Regions from separate parts of the Mus musculus genome. Here region 1 is linked to region 2. The links are chromatin contacts, called in public HiChIP or PLAC-seq maps. All regions are on one chromosome and are shown on one strand. The core of a region is the stretch at or near the end of the contact, and the rest is flanking DNA. Distances in the headings are between cores, read along the strand shown. Region 1 overlaps Acsl5 (acyl-CoA synthetase long-chain family member 5). Region 2 has its middle 23 kb from the start of Smndc1.

What was found. HiChIP or PLAC-seq counts read pairs in DNA pulled down with a chosen protein or histone mark.
Region 1: a contact with region 2 is called in a FOXA1 HiChIP or PLAC-seq map of pancreatic cancer cells. The contact joins two enhancer-like sites. A contact is called at or near these places in 6 of 39 promoter capture datasets (the C10 cell line, the HPC-7 cell line, frontonasal cranial neural crest and 3 more) and 4 of 115 datasets of contacts at active chromatin or transcription factors (embryonic stem cells, epiblast stem cells, large pre-B cells and 1 more).

What each region holds. Positions count from the first base shown.
Region 1 is chr19:55,265,440-55,271,515 of GRCm38.p6, reverse strand. It overlaps Acsl5 (acyl-CoA synthetase long-chain family member 5), which reads right to left. Exons shown (of 22, transcript NM_027976.2): 2 at 2,688-2,872. The coding sequence starts at 2,843. Gm31595 (a long non-coding RNA gene) reads left to right here. Exons shown (of 4, transcript XR_003952865.1): 3 at 1-2,390; 4 at 3,833-4,123. Among named protein-coding and RNA genes, the nearest start is that of Gm31595, 5.7 kb to the left of the region's middle. Within about 2 kb of position 3,080, at least 35 of the 459 cell types and tissues checked have an H3K27ac peak or open chromatin away from gene starts, as enhancers often do. A contact at or near this core is called in pancreatic cancer cells, where this site is marked.
Region 2 is chr19:53,410,338-53,416,993 of GRCm38.p6, reverse strand. No RefSeq gene overlaps it. Among named protein-coding and RNA genes, the nearest start is that of Smndc1, 23 kb to the right of the region's middle. RefSeq lists an enhancer at 3,525-5,959. Within about 2 kb of position 4,648, at least 140 of the 459 cell types and tissues checked have an H3K27ac peak or open chromatin away from gene starts, as enhancers often do. A contact at or near this core is called in pancreatic cancer cells, where this site is marked.

The sequences.
Region 1 (6,076 bases), core at 1,831-4,330, 1.9 Mb before region 2:
GTTGGAGGAAATGGAATTTCCCTGAGACCTGAATGCACAGGAGAGAGAGGGAAGAATAATCCAGTGGTTTGTAGGTAATTGCCAGTGACTACATCACTCAATATCCTGAATTCCCGCGCACACAGCAGCTTCCAATAGTTGATAGTTCCCTCAGGGAAGGCAGAGCACAGCACCATGAGCCCCTTCTTCCATGCTCAATTAAAAAAAAAAATCAATGTTTTTCTTTACTTATTGCATGCATGTGTGTATGTGTTGGTATGTGCGCCACAGCACACGTGTGGAGTTCAGGAGGCAACCTGGAGGCTGTTCTCTTCTTCTACCATGTAGGTCTCAAACCTGGAACAAATGGCTGAAAGCCACCATATCAAAGCAGACCTGGCAGCCGTGTTCTCCCAACATCCGTCAGTCCCTACCTGTTACAGGGTTTGGCTTGCATGCCCTGCACCCTAACCTAAACTCCAGCCCAGAAGCTAGGTTGCTCTTCTAGCTGCCCTTCCCTATATAATTCAGCCATGTTGGTTACCAGGCCATGTTCATCTACCCCTTACCCTCCTGGCCTCTTGGTCTAGCTCTTTCTCTCCCCTCCCCCACCTCTTTACGTGAGCCAGCTCAGGGTCAATTTTTCCTCTAGACTCTCCCAGATGTCTTTGCCTCTGGCTATGCTCTCCCTTCGGTCTACAATAAACCTTCTCCTCCTCCATGTCTAGGAAGCAGTAATGCCCCTCCTTTTGATTCCTTTTTTCATTCCTCTGGTGCTGGAACCCAGGATTGGTATATAGGAATTCCCTTCCAAGGAACTTGGCCTCTCTGAACCAAGCTGCTGACTTGACTATTCTAAGGTACGTATGGATCATTTGTTTCTGCTGACTCCTGCCATCCATCAAATTTCACCCCAAATTCTAGAGTCCACCTTCTCAGCTACTCCTCCCCTCCGCTCGCTCTAACAGTTCCTTGCCCTGTGTGTTTCTCCAGCTCCTTCTACACCCTCCCCAGGCTCCCACCTGGACACTCAGCTCTGGCCTGCTGACAGGCCAGCTCCCCTTTCCCAGGCCTCTTATCTCTCTAACCTAGCTCTAGGGAGCTAGGAACTGCAGCCCCGCAGCAGCTGCTCTCAGCTCCTTCCTTCCTTCCTTCCTTCCTTCCTTCCTTCCTTCCTTCCTTCCTTCCTCCCCCCCCCCTCTCTTTTTCATTCAGGTCCCAGGGGATTGAGCTCATGGAGTAAGCTCCTTTACCCACTGAGCTATGTCAGCAACCCCTAGTCAATGTCTTAAATCTAAAGTTGTGGTATGGTCATGTTATAATATACATGTACATACTCATACAAGTACATGTGTGTGAATGTCTATGTGTGCGTGTATGTGTGTGTACTCCTAAGTATGTGAAGAGAGAACTATAACTCATAACCAGAGAGCTTGCCACACTTGAACTTCACAGATGTCAGAACTGGGTGTTGTGCCTTTACAGGCATTCCTAAATTACAGTAATTTATTGTGTTGGAATAATGTGTAGGTGTGCATACCATGGCACATGCATGGGTGGCTGAGGACACTTCTGTGACACTTGCTTCTCCCCTTCCATCTTCCCACAGCTTCTGGGAATTGAGCTCAGGTCTCCAGCCCGCAGAGCAAGCATCTTAATCCACTGAGCACTTCACTAGCAAAAAAGCAGATGTCTTCCCAGCTGTGAGTTATGCAGAATCAGAGTTGGTGGCTAACTCTGAGTTAAGCTGCTGCTTTTTATGAATTACGTTTCATTAACACACTTCTGATCATTTATTTACAGGTCGCTGGTGCTTTCACTCTCTAACAGCATTAAGTGGAGGCCAGCTCCAGGTGCATGTGGCCCAGAAAACCTTCACAATTTACTGCCTGCCTCTTACAGGGGGTCCGGTGCTTCAGGGGAATCAAAACATGGTGGAAGGAAACAATAGAAGCAGAGGGGGAGGAGCCTAGATGACTGAGGATGGTTTCAGGAAGATGCATTGTTGAAAGGGGATGTGGAAGGTGGAGTGGTCAGGACACAAGTGTCAGTCAGTTGAGAGGAAGGCTGAAGGCTGGTGGCTTATAAATGGAACAGGTGAGGGAAGTTGTGGACAGAGTAGGAGGGCTCAACTGGCCAGAGACAAGGATGCTCTTTTCTCTGAAGAGGAAACTGGATGAAAATGGGTTGTGCTTGCCGCTTGCGGAGGCGGAGGGAAGGAAATGCAGGGAAGGCATGCTTGGTCAGGAGGAAACTGGGCATCTTGCTGAAAGCCAGAGGAATGTGCCCGGTTCAGCTTCCACCAGTACTGACCAGTGAATATTAGCTGAAACTCAGACCTGCAGAAAGCAGCCACTTCAGACGCTGGATGCCTCCAGGAAGCTGGCCTCCTAGCAAAGTCTCTCTAAATAGTAAGTAGTTTCATAGAACATACAAAAACTGCTCCTTATAAACAATTCACCTAGTTAAAGAGTTGGAACTCTATCCTTAGTTTACATCTGCATAGGAAGGGGAGTAGTTAGCAACCCACAATCTAGGCCACCACCTTATACTACTGGTTTTATTGTGTTTCGAGGGAAATTTGCTAGAAAAAGACATTTGCAGACTGAAGGTTCACTTCCCCAGTTCTTTCCCTTCATATGTTACCCCCACCAGGGTTTGAATTGCAGTATGTGCTCAGTCAAGGCTGACAAACTGAAGGTCATTACCTCAATCCCCACAGACTGGTTGTCCAAGTCAATGAGAGGTAAAACTGGCTGAGGTCTGTTGATCAGCCACAGGAAGATGGCCGTTCCAAACGTCAGGAGGCAGATCAGGGCCGGAGTTGGAAGTGGGGAAAACAAGAAGTTAAAAATAAAAAGCATCTTTGTGAATACCAACAGGAAATTCAGACCTTAAAAAAAAAAGAAAAAACAAAGAAAAAGTTAGAGGAAGTGGGTGCATTTTTATGTTTTACTCTGTTTACAGAGGGACACACATGTTCTCTCTCTCTCTCTCTCTCTCTCTCTCTCTCTCTTTCTCTCTCCCTCCCTCCCTCTCTCATATGCTCTCTGAACAGAGCTGGGCCTCTCTAGAATTTCTTGCACTGTTTACCTTGGCAATGTTGGAAATAATGGAAGCAGTCTCCACCCCAGCTACTTGACCGTCCTCACACAAGGCAGAAGGAATCAAAGAAGACAAGTTAATCATTTCCCAATTTCGAGAACCAACTGCTTCTTTATTTATGGCCCACAGAACCCAGAAGGCCACCTTGCCACCTAGCATAGTAGGGGAGGGTGTGCAGACAGCCTCCCCTGCTCAGGCAGAGTCCAGCTCTTCCACCTGGGCTCCCCTGACATAAACTAAACAGTAGGGACCTCTACAGAGGTGACGTCACAGCTTTCACAAACCAATCATCCTGCAGGAAAGATGCTCCTGTATCCCACATCACCATCTCAGAAGCCCTGGGGAACCATTTCTCTTGAGATCAACATTGGACGTACAGAGAAAGGCAGTCAAGAATGTACCCAACACGATGAACAGATAGGATTTGGGCTCTTGAAGGAACTGGAGCACACAAGCTTCCGCTCATATAGCTCTTTATAGCATTTCAGCCACCCCATAAGTGAGCCAGCCTTTCTGTGTGTCCTTTCATAAGTTTCAGACTTGGATAGGTTAGTAGCAGCCGATAAGTACTGATTATGCCCAGCACTGAGCAGAGGTAGATACCAGCATCATGAAGTACTGTTTCACAGAAAAGAACATAAGCCTCACGGGGGTGGGAGGCAGAGACTTTTCCAAGTCCACACCCTGGTTTTCCAGCCTTCTCCAGGAAGAGCTATCATACACCTAGTTGTTTTCTTATTGTTCCTAGGCTCAGGACTCAGGAACTGAATATCTGGGGCCTTACAGATCACAGCAAATGAAGTCCCAGATCTGCATTCTTCAAACTTGACTGCAACACACAGCAGAACAGCATCTCAGAGTCCAGGTCAATTGATCCTACTCAAAATCAAAGGGGCAAAACAAGCCCAATAAAAATCTTTGTCAGATCAGGATCTTAGCTATGCTTAGAGTTTTGTGTTAGGCACCTGGAACCTTCTTCCATGAAGGCAATTCTTCATTCCAGTCCAGAATAGCCCTAACACATCAAGGGGGAGGGTTCTTTTTTTTTGGGGGGGGGGACAAGAAAGAATGCCAGGTCCTTGTTCTCATGGTCGGTCCCTTGCTTAACTATAGGGTGGTTACTTTCCATTTTATGGAGGAAAACTAAACTCCAGAGTCTGAGATATCAGCTCTGAAACACCTTCTACACTGAATCCAGGGGTAGAAAATAAAAGAAAACCAGGACCCACCTATTACCCAAGCTGGGGTGTGAAACATTAGGGAGCAATCGTGATTCCCTGGCAGGGTTCTGATAGTTGGGGCTTGGCAATCCAGCTATACCTGGGCTTGTCCAGCCATGAGGGACTCCAGGAGCCAAAGCCAGTAAGAGCAGCCAGGTAGGTCACCGTTTTTAGGGCAGCTATTTCAACCCAGAGTGAAAGGGAGATGGCCCCAGGGAAACTGTGGCTTTGGCAGCAAGTAGCAGAGCCAGTTAGAAATCTAGTTAGTACTTGTCCCTACCTGCCTCTCCTGGGCTGGGCACGGCTGTTAGCCAAGTTGGATTTTATCACCTGGGGTTTCTACCTTTGTCAAAAGCACACCTACAAATAGATCCTTACCTGACATCTTTCAACAATGAAAACAAATTTGAGGCACCAAGAATGTTGCCATCTCCTCTAGAGGACAAGCTGACCTTAAATGAGAGATTTACAAATTCTATCTTCAAAGCAGGGTCAGAAGATGAAGTTTCTGTCCAGTGGTGGTGGGTATGGTAGAAGTGTAAGGGGTAGGAGGACCAATGTCCTGGGAGGTAACCCCCTGGGAGAAAGGAGACTGGACATCCTTGACTAGTCTCAAGAGGGGCAAATGCTGTCAATCACAGCTAATTGTTACCACATAGTAACATGGGCCAAGAGTCACTAGGTTGTCAAATTTTCCACTTAGATAACCCAGAACACTAGAAATCATAAAAACAAACCAAAAAAACCCCCTCAGTTTCAACGAGTAGGAAGCTTTTTAAAAGAAACTAATAAGAACACATCTACTGTAATTTGAACCATAGTCTGCCTGTATTTGACTAGTCCTTCCAGACATACTTTTGTCATATTGCTTACAAAGAGAGTGTGTCTGTCCATGCCACTACAAACATTGGCCAGATTTACACATTTGAAGAGAATGAAAGGACCTTGGATATGCTGGCAAGGGATTTGGTGAGCTGAAGGTACTGAAGGGTCTGTGTATCTGCCAGCAGAAATGACTACCTTGCTGACTGAGTTCCCAACTTAAGAAGATTCAGTCATTTCCGATGGTTTTCATTGCTGCCCTTACGCTGTTTCAAACGCATAACTAACACCCAGCAGAATCATCCCTTCTAACATGGACAATTCAGGAGCATGCAACGTCAATCATGTTCTTGCTGTACAAGCACAGTTCCATCCCCAGCACCCATGTAAGAATTACAGACAACCCGAACAGTAGAGAGGCAGAGACAGTCAGACCCCTGGGGCTCACCGCCCAGCCAGGTTACCTCCATCACCAAGCTCTAGGTCCCAGCACAGAACCTGCCTCAAAACATGAGGTAGCCATGTCCTGAGAAACCACACCTGGAGTTAACGTTGCCTGTGCACATCTGTATGTATGCACTCTCCCGTGTGTACCTGAATACTCACATGCACACTCAGACGAAATAGCCCTGGATGCGGATGCTAAGGTTACCATTCTAGCATTTAGAATCTACAAACAGCACCAGATGTGCTCAGATAAACTGAGGAAGCCACCATTCCTCTTATCCTGTGTCCTATGTGTGCACTTGGGATCCAGACGCCTCTGAAATCCCTCTGTGAGCACTAGCATGTGGCATTTGTTCTTTACATTAATGTCACACCTCTGTGGGGAAAAACGTGCAAGGGAGAACTACAATCATGGTAAGTAACAAAAAAAAAAAAAAAAAGAGGAACTATGTCCTGCTGTGCCTAGGAGATTCAGTCCTGACCACCTACAACACAAAGAGGAA
Region 2 (6,656 bases), core at 3,399-5,898:
CAGTGGAGAAGGTTTCCGATTGCTATTATTTAGTACGTCCCAGTTCTGCTTAAAAATAGCAACGATCCTGAGCAGGTCAGAAAGATCAATAGATCCATTTAAGCCGCAGACCCAAAGAACCAAGTAAAATGCACCAAAGTTTAGAGAAACAAGATAGGGAGAATTCCCTATCCAACTAAACCACGAGGAGGGGGCTGCACGGGTGAACAGAGTAAGGAATTCAAAGGTGGCAGGGGCAGAAAGCTCAGCTAAGAACAGGAGACTGGAGTCAAAGGGCTCCTGGAGGCTGGGAAACATCCTTCTGCCTGCGTGTGCTGGATACTTAAGATCCCGTTCTAAGGGAGCAAATGATGCTGCAGAAACTTGCACGGCACTGAGGTATTCTGGGAAGTTCGGCTTAGGTAAGTGGCTGGATTTAACGAAGGAACCCCACTGCGCACATCCCTATACAATAACCCCCCCCCCCTACCTTCTTCATCCACAACACTCCCATTGAGGGTAGTTTGGTTTGGAGCCTAATTCAGATCCCACGTTACACAAACATTCCACCATGTGGCTGTGTCCCCAACCCCTTTAGCCTTAATAGCCATCTTTCTGGATATAGTGAAGTTCGCTAGGCATCCAGGGTTTCATCCATTTTTGTTCGAATTACCTTTCCCCCTCTCCTCCTACTCCTCCCTCCCTCTCCTCCCTGGACAATTCCTGTATCACAAACCTCCACCCTTCACTTTGCAGGTCTTCTTTCATCTTCTTTGTGTCTTTTCCTAGACAGAAGTCTTACATTCTTTGCGTCTGTTTTGTCGCTTCTCAAACTATATCAGGCAACGGATCCGGTTCGTTGGTTATTGTTTTAATCTCCATAGTGGCAAACTGGTATGTTCTAACATGTAATAAGATATTGTAAAGATCATGATCTATGTCAGTAGAATGATACCCTGGACCTCACTAGTATGTGAACGCAAAGAGTGTTTTATTCTGCAGAGGTCCAGCATGCCAGGGCCTCCCCATTACCAAGACAGAGACACCCAAGTGAGCTTGCAGGCCTGATTCAAAGCACATTAGGGAATTCTGGGGTAGGTGACTTCTATGTTAATCTGTTGGGTCATTCCCGGGGTGTGTGTGTGGGGGGGGGGGGCTGGAAAGTTGCTGGGGAGATCGGAAACTGTTGTCTGAGGGAGTAGCTGAGGTAGTCTGGAAACTGCTGGTGACCTGTTGTCCTCAGGCCTGGAGACAGTTAGCTTCTGAGGCCCGGACTTGCCCAGTTCTTGGAAACAGAGATTTAGACCTACTCTCCAATTTCACTGCCAATCTGAGGCCTGTCGTGGAATCAGCTTAGCTTTCTCAATATTAAAATAGGGAGAAAAAAAAAGTAAAAACTTAAAGCAACAAAAAGTATTAAATTTTCATGGAAACCACGAGTGCCTTCCAGTGACTCTCCTTGGGTTTTCTTGAAGTGAGGCACCTGTGCCTCAGACACATTTGCATATCCAACAGATGCTCTAGAGTCTAGAACGGAGAGGATCAAAATATCTACCGCACAGGCCTGGAACGGGAAAACGGAGCTGAGAGGAAAGAAAGCGAGCTGGCAGCGGCCGGGAAGAGGAACATAGGAAGGACACGAAGTCCTCACGACGCAGAGCCCGGCTAAGTGGGGATGTATTCTACTGAGAGCATTTCTTGCCATATGAGCCGGTCCAGAACCCCGTGCCAGCCAGGAACGGACAAGGAACACCGCGATCTTCTTCATTTGCATGCCATTACCCAGAATGCTCTGGGCCTTTCTTCTTTCCTTTTTAAAAGGATGCTGCTAACGTCAGCGCTTGAGTACAAAAAAAAAATTAATTTTAGATATTTTAAGATTATCGATTCCACTTGCTAACGGGGTTCTTCATTGACGTTTTGAGTTTATAATACCTGACGTCAACTAATTTGTCCAAATGGTCAGGCGGCTTCTGTAATATTCTCTCAACTTAACAGTTTAACTCTGTGGGAGATAACTCAGAACAACCCATTTCTCTTTTAAAAGCCATAGCACGTGTTACTTTGGGTTGAGTTGCTCTCGTGCCTTAACTTCTTCCCTTAGGTCTCTGGGTAGATAGATAAGGCATGAAACCAACGTCGGAGAACGCTTCTTCCTGGCTCCTCACAAGTTGCCTGTCACCCTTTCAGATTGCCGAGCCATAAAGTCAGATACTGCGACTGTGGGACTAAATGCTGAGTGTGTAGGCAGAGTGTATGTGTTGAACGTGCCTATCGCATATGTATTATCTGTCAAGGATTATCAGTGTGTGCTGAGCGTGAGTGAATGAGAGAGAGAGAGAGTGTGTGTGTGTGTGTGTGTGTGGTGGGTGTATTGAGGGACTGTGAATTGATTGTGGTTTCATTGTGTATTAAATGTCTGGGTGTGAGTCTGTGTCACTGAATGTGGCGTGTGTGGGTGTGGGTGTAGCACCTGTGTGGATCTGTGGGAAAGTGTGCCTACAAATGTGCCCATGGTAAAAATAGATGTGTAAACACACCAAGGGATTGAACTATCCACCATAGGTCGCCCATGGAGACTTGTTTCTTTTCTTTGGTTTGCAGTTTGTCAGAAACAAGACAAAAAAAAAAGGCTGGGCATTACTTAGTTAAGAGACTTTTTCTTTTACTAATTGGTCAAAGCAGAGGCCATCAGGGCTGCTCTCAGGACTGCTACCTTCTCTGTCTTTCTTCACTGTGGCACAAAGCCCAGCCCCTTCTAAGTTAAAAATAAAACTACTTAGGGTCCATCATCAGGACTCAGTGGGTACAGGCTCTTGCCACCAAGTCTGAGTTCAGTCATTGGGATCCATGTGGCGGAGGGAGGGAGGGAGGGAAGCGACTCCCACACAGAATGCCCTTTGATCTCTACAAGTGAGTCATGGCTTGCATGCCACCACCACCACCCCCACCCCCCACCCATCCAAATGTAAATAAGTAAATGCAGTACAGTTTCCAAGTTTTTAAAGACGAATTCTTCATGTCTCTCTGTCTCTGTCTCTGTCTGTATCTGTATCTGTGGTGTGTGTGTGTGTGTGTGTGTGTGTGTGTGTGCGCGCGCGCACACGCGAGTGTCATCTGTGTTCACGTGCCCACAGAAGCTAGAATCAGGTATGAGAGAGATAGATCCCTTGGAGCTGGACTTACAGGCTGTTATGAGTTAAACTCTGGTCTTCTACAAGTGTGGCACATATTTAACCAACGAGCCTCTAGACCATAAATTTAGCAACCTTTGTTTTGTTTTCGTGAGACAGGCTCTTAATCAGCCAGTTAAAAAAAATAAACAGGGCTGGTGAGATGGCTCAGTGGGTAAGAGCACCCGGCTGCTCTTCCGAAGGTCCGGAGTTCAAATCCCAGCAACCACATGGTGGCTCACAACCATCCGTAACGAGATCTGACTCCCTCTTCTGGAATGTCTGAAGACAGCTACAGTGTACTTACATATAATCAATAAATAAATCTTTAAAAAAAAAATAAACAAACGAATGCCCAGTAAATAGTAGCTGGCATGTGATCGCCTCCTTTCAAACCATAGCCCTATGTCATAGCTCCAAAGCCAGTGGCCATCAGAGCCACTTGGGGAGATTTCTATGTAACGCCTAGGAACCGAGAAATTCCTTACAATACAGAAAGAACTTATTACCCCAAGTTCCCCGTGCCTGTCGTATCCATCCAAATTTAGGGACCACTGGCCTCAGGTATGCCATTTCTGTCAAAATGTGTATATTCTGTGGTGTTTGTCCCAATGGCCTGTCGAGATGCTCAAAAGAAGCTTCGTGGAAGACAGAGAAGGGCTAATTCAGTGATGGCATACGTTGTCTATCTCTGAACTTAATCTGGAGAGAATTTAACAGTGTCTGTCTACATTGAACTTAACCCCAACCTCCTTTAGAGCTTTCCGTGTTGGTTTGGAGGTGGTGGTGGTGGTGGTGGTGGTGGTGGTGGTGGTGGTGGTGGTGGTTGAGACTCACTATGTAGCCCTGGTTGGATTGTAGGTTGTTATGTAGATCAGGCTACCCTGGAATACACAGAGAGCCACCTGCCTTCGCCTCTTCCTTTTACTGAAAAAAGAAAGGATGTGAACGTGTAAAATTAGACTCTAGGTCATCATAAAATTGTTTCTTGGCACTTCCTGGGGGGGGGGGGGGAATCTCATGCCACCTTAAGAAGAAAGCTTTTCAGGTTGGTCAGAGCCCAGTGGTGGCCTCTGACCCTGGAGAAAGGGACCTGCCCCCCCTGTTTGCTTACTAGGGAGGGCCTTAGACAGTGAAATGATGGAGAACAGGGCTGTTTCCCACACTCAGACTTACAGCCAGCTGAAAAAAAACACAGAAAGGCACCACAGAAAGAAAAGGACAAAGAGCTGGGGTGTGGGGGAAGGGGTTGGGAAGGTAAGGCCTGGCTCCCCGTGGTGGTCCCCAACCAGCCTCCGGGACTTTAAGAAACCAGCTCTCCACACAATCTTTCCCCTGTTTCTCTAACCTAGAAATAGCACAATGGAGCACGGTTGTTCCATTGCATTCTTCCTGCGGAGAGGGAGCAGGGAGTTCAGGACTCCTTGCAATCTGAATCTCAGGAATGCAGAAGAAACAGCCCGCCTCCTGCCTTGGAACTGAGCCTCTATTGAAATTTGACTCATCCTTAGCGGGGTTTATTGTGTTTTCTGCTCTCTTTCCTTGTGACACACAGCCCTAGGTGAGTAATGCTCTCTGCCTGAAGAGGAAAAAAATAGATCCCCAAATGCCTTCCATTATGCTGAAGGCCTTGTCACCAGCTGTGGTGGCAGGGGGTGTGGTGACCATCCATTAGCACAGGCAGACTCAGAACCCCGGACTCCCTCTACTGAGGCTATTTATGATTCTGAGAACCCAGGCAAGGATAGAAAGCCCACCCCCACACACAGAGAAGGCTAAAAGGCCTCCTGGAAGTCAGAATGGTCAAGAGTCCTTAGCTGTGGGAAATCTCAAAGGCCCCCTGAAGGGCACAATTAAACCTACGGTCTGCTGCCTCACCTGGCCTGGCCCCTTCTCATAGCTGTAAAGACCACCTTTTCACCCAACTAGAAACAACTAATATTTGTCGAGTTCCTGTTACATGCCAGGCACAGGGTGGAACATTTCCCGTTGCTGTTATGTTATCCACACACAGAGAACATGGATGCACAGCCTCATGAGAACATCCGCTTGGTTATATTCGAGTGTTTGAATAATGATCAAGCAAAGTGCTGTTGCTTCCTTTGCTTGGCTCTACAGACCATCAAAGCTTCATTCCCGAGCCGGTACTCCTGACAGATGGATGAGCCCAGGCTTCCTCAAGACGTTTTTTGTGACTATCAACAAGGAAGAGAAGAGTTTGCAGTCACTATTGGCGAGATGACAGAAAGCACAGAGAATAAATGCTTGCCCTGTGTGCTCACACCCCTACCCACCCCCAGGAAACTTGGGGTTGGGGTGTCGTGATATGGGTCAGTAGGGAAAGCGTTGGCTATTAGTTTGGAACCCTGGCTTCCACATAAGGTCTGAGAGCTCTGTCACTCCAGTGTTGGGTGGGGAGGGCAGAGGCAGGCACAGCCCCAGGGGAGCCAGCAAGCCAGTCTTACTAAAGCAACAAAGCTCCGGGTTTAATGAGATTCAGTATCAGAAAATAAAGGGAGAGAAGGTCTTGAAGAAGCCATTCCAGTGTAAGACCTCTGGCATCCACATATACCCAGTGGGTGAATGTCCGTCCTGTCCCGTCGTGGTCCCCCCCCCCCCCCCACAGAAACTTGTTTTTATTTGGATATTTTGTTTCTAAAACAGGGTCTGAGCTGGGGGTCATTAATCCCAGCACTCAGAAGGCAGAGGCAGATGGATCTCTGAGTTTGAAGCTAGCCTGGTTTACAGAGTGAGTTCTAGGACAGCCAGGGCTACACAGAGAAACCCTGTCTCTACAACCCCACCACCACACACAAAAACAAAACAAACAAAAACAACAAAAGAATGGGGTCTGTAGGCCAGGCTGCCCTCAACCTCCTTATGTGGCCACGGATGATCTCCGACTTCCAACCCTATGATCTCCGACTTCCAACCCTCCCCCTCTCAAAAGCTGGGGTCTCAGGGGATTCCACACCCTTGCTTGATTTATAAGTGTTGGAGATGGAACCCAGGGCTTCAACCTTGCCAGGCAAACACTCTACCAAACAAGATATATCCCTAGCCAAGGCACAAGGACACACATTCTAAAGTGTAATAAAAAAATTAAAATTAAAAGCAAAAAACAAAGCAAACTCTCTCAAAACCCCTAGTCAGCTAAAAGTCTCCTTTAAGTTCTGTGATACCAGAAACACCTTCTCACCTTCTGGACTTGATCTATCCAGCTGGAGCTACACTGGGAGAAAATTAAATGTTGTCTCAACGGCACTTTCTTATTCAGCTAATTGATTTTTTTTTTAAACCAGAATAACAACAATGCTTGAACATCCAAATGCCTAATTATCACCAGCTTTCCGTTCCCCCTGTCGTTAACTTCACAGCTGCCTTGGTGACAAGCCGGACCGCAGAAATGTCAGCTCCGGATTCTGCCAAGGTCAGGGTAAGTTTCAGCTGGGCTTCAGCAGCACACATAGGAGAGACCACTGTGGGTCGGGAGAGGAAGGGCTG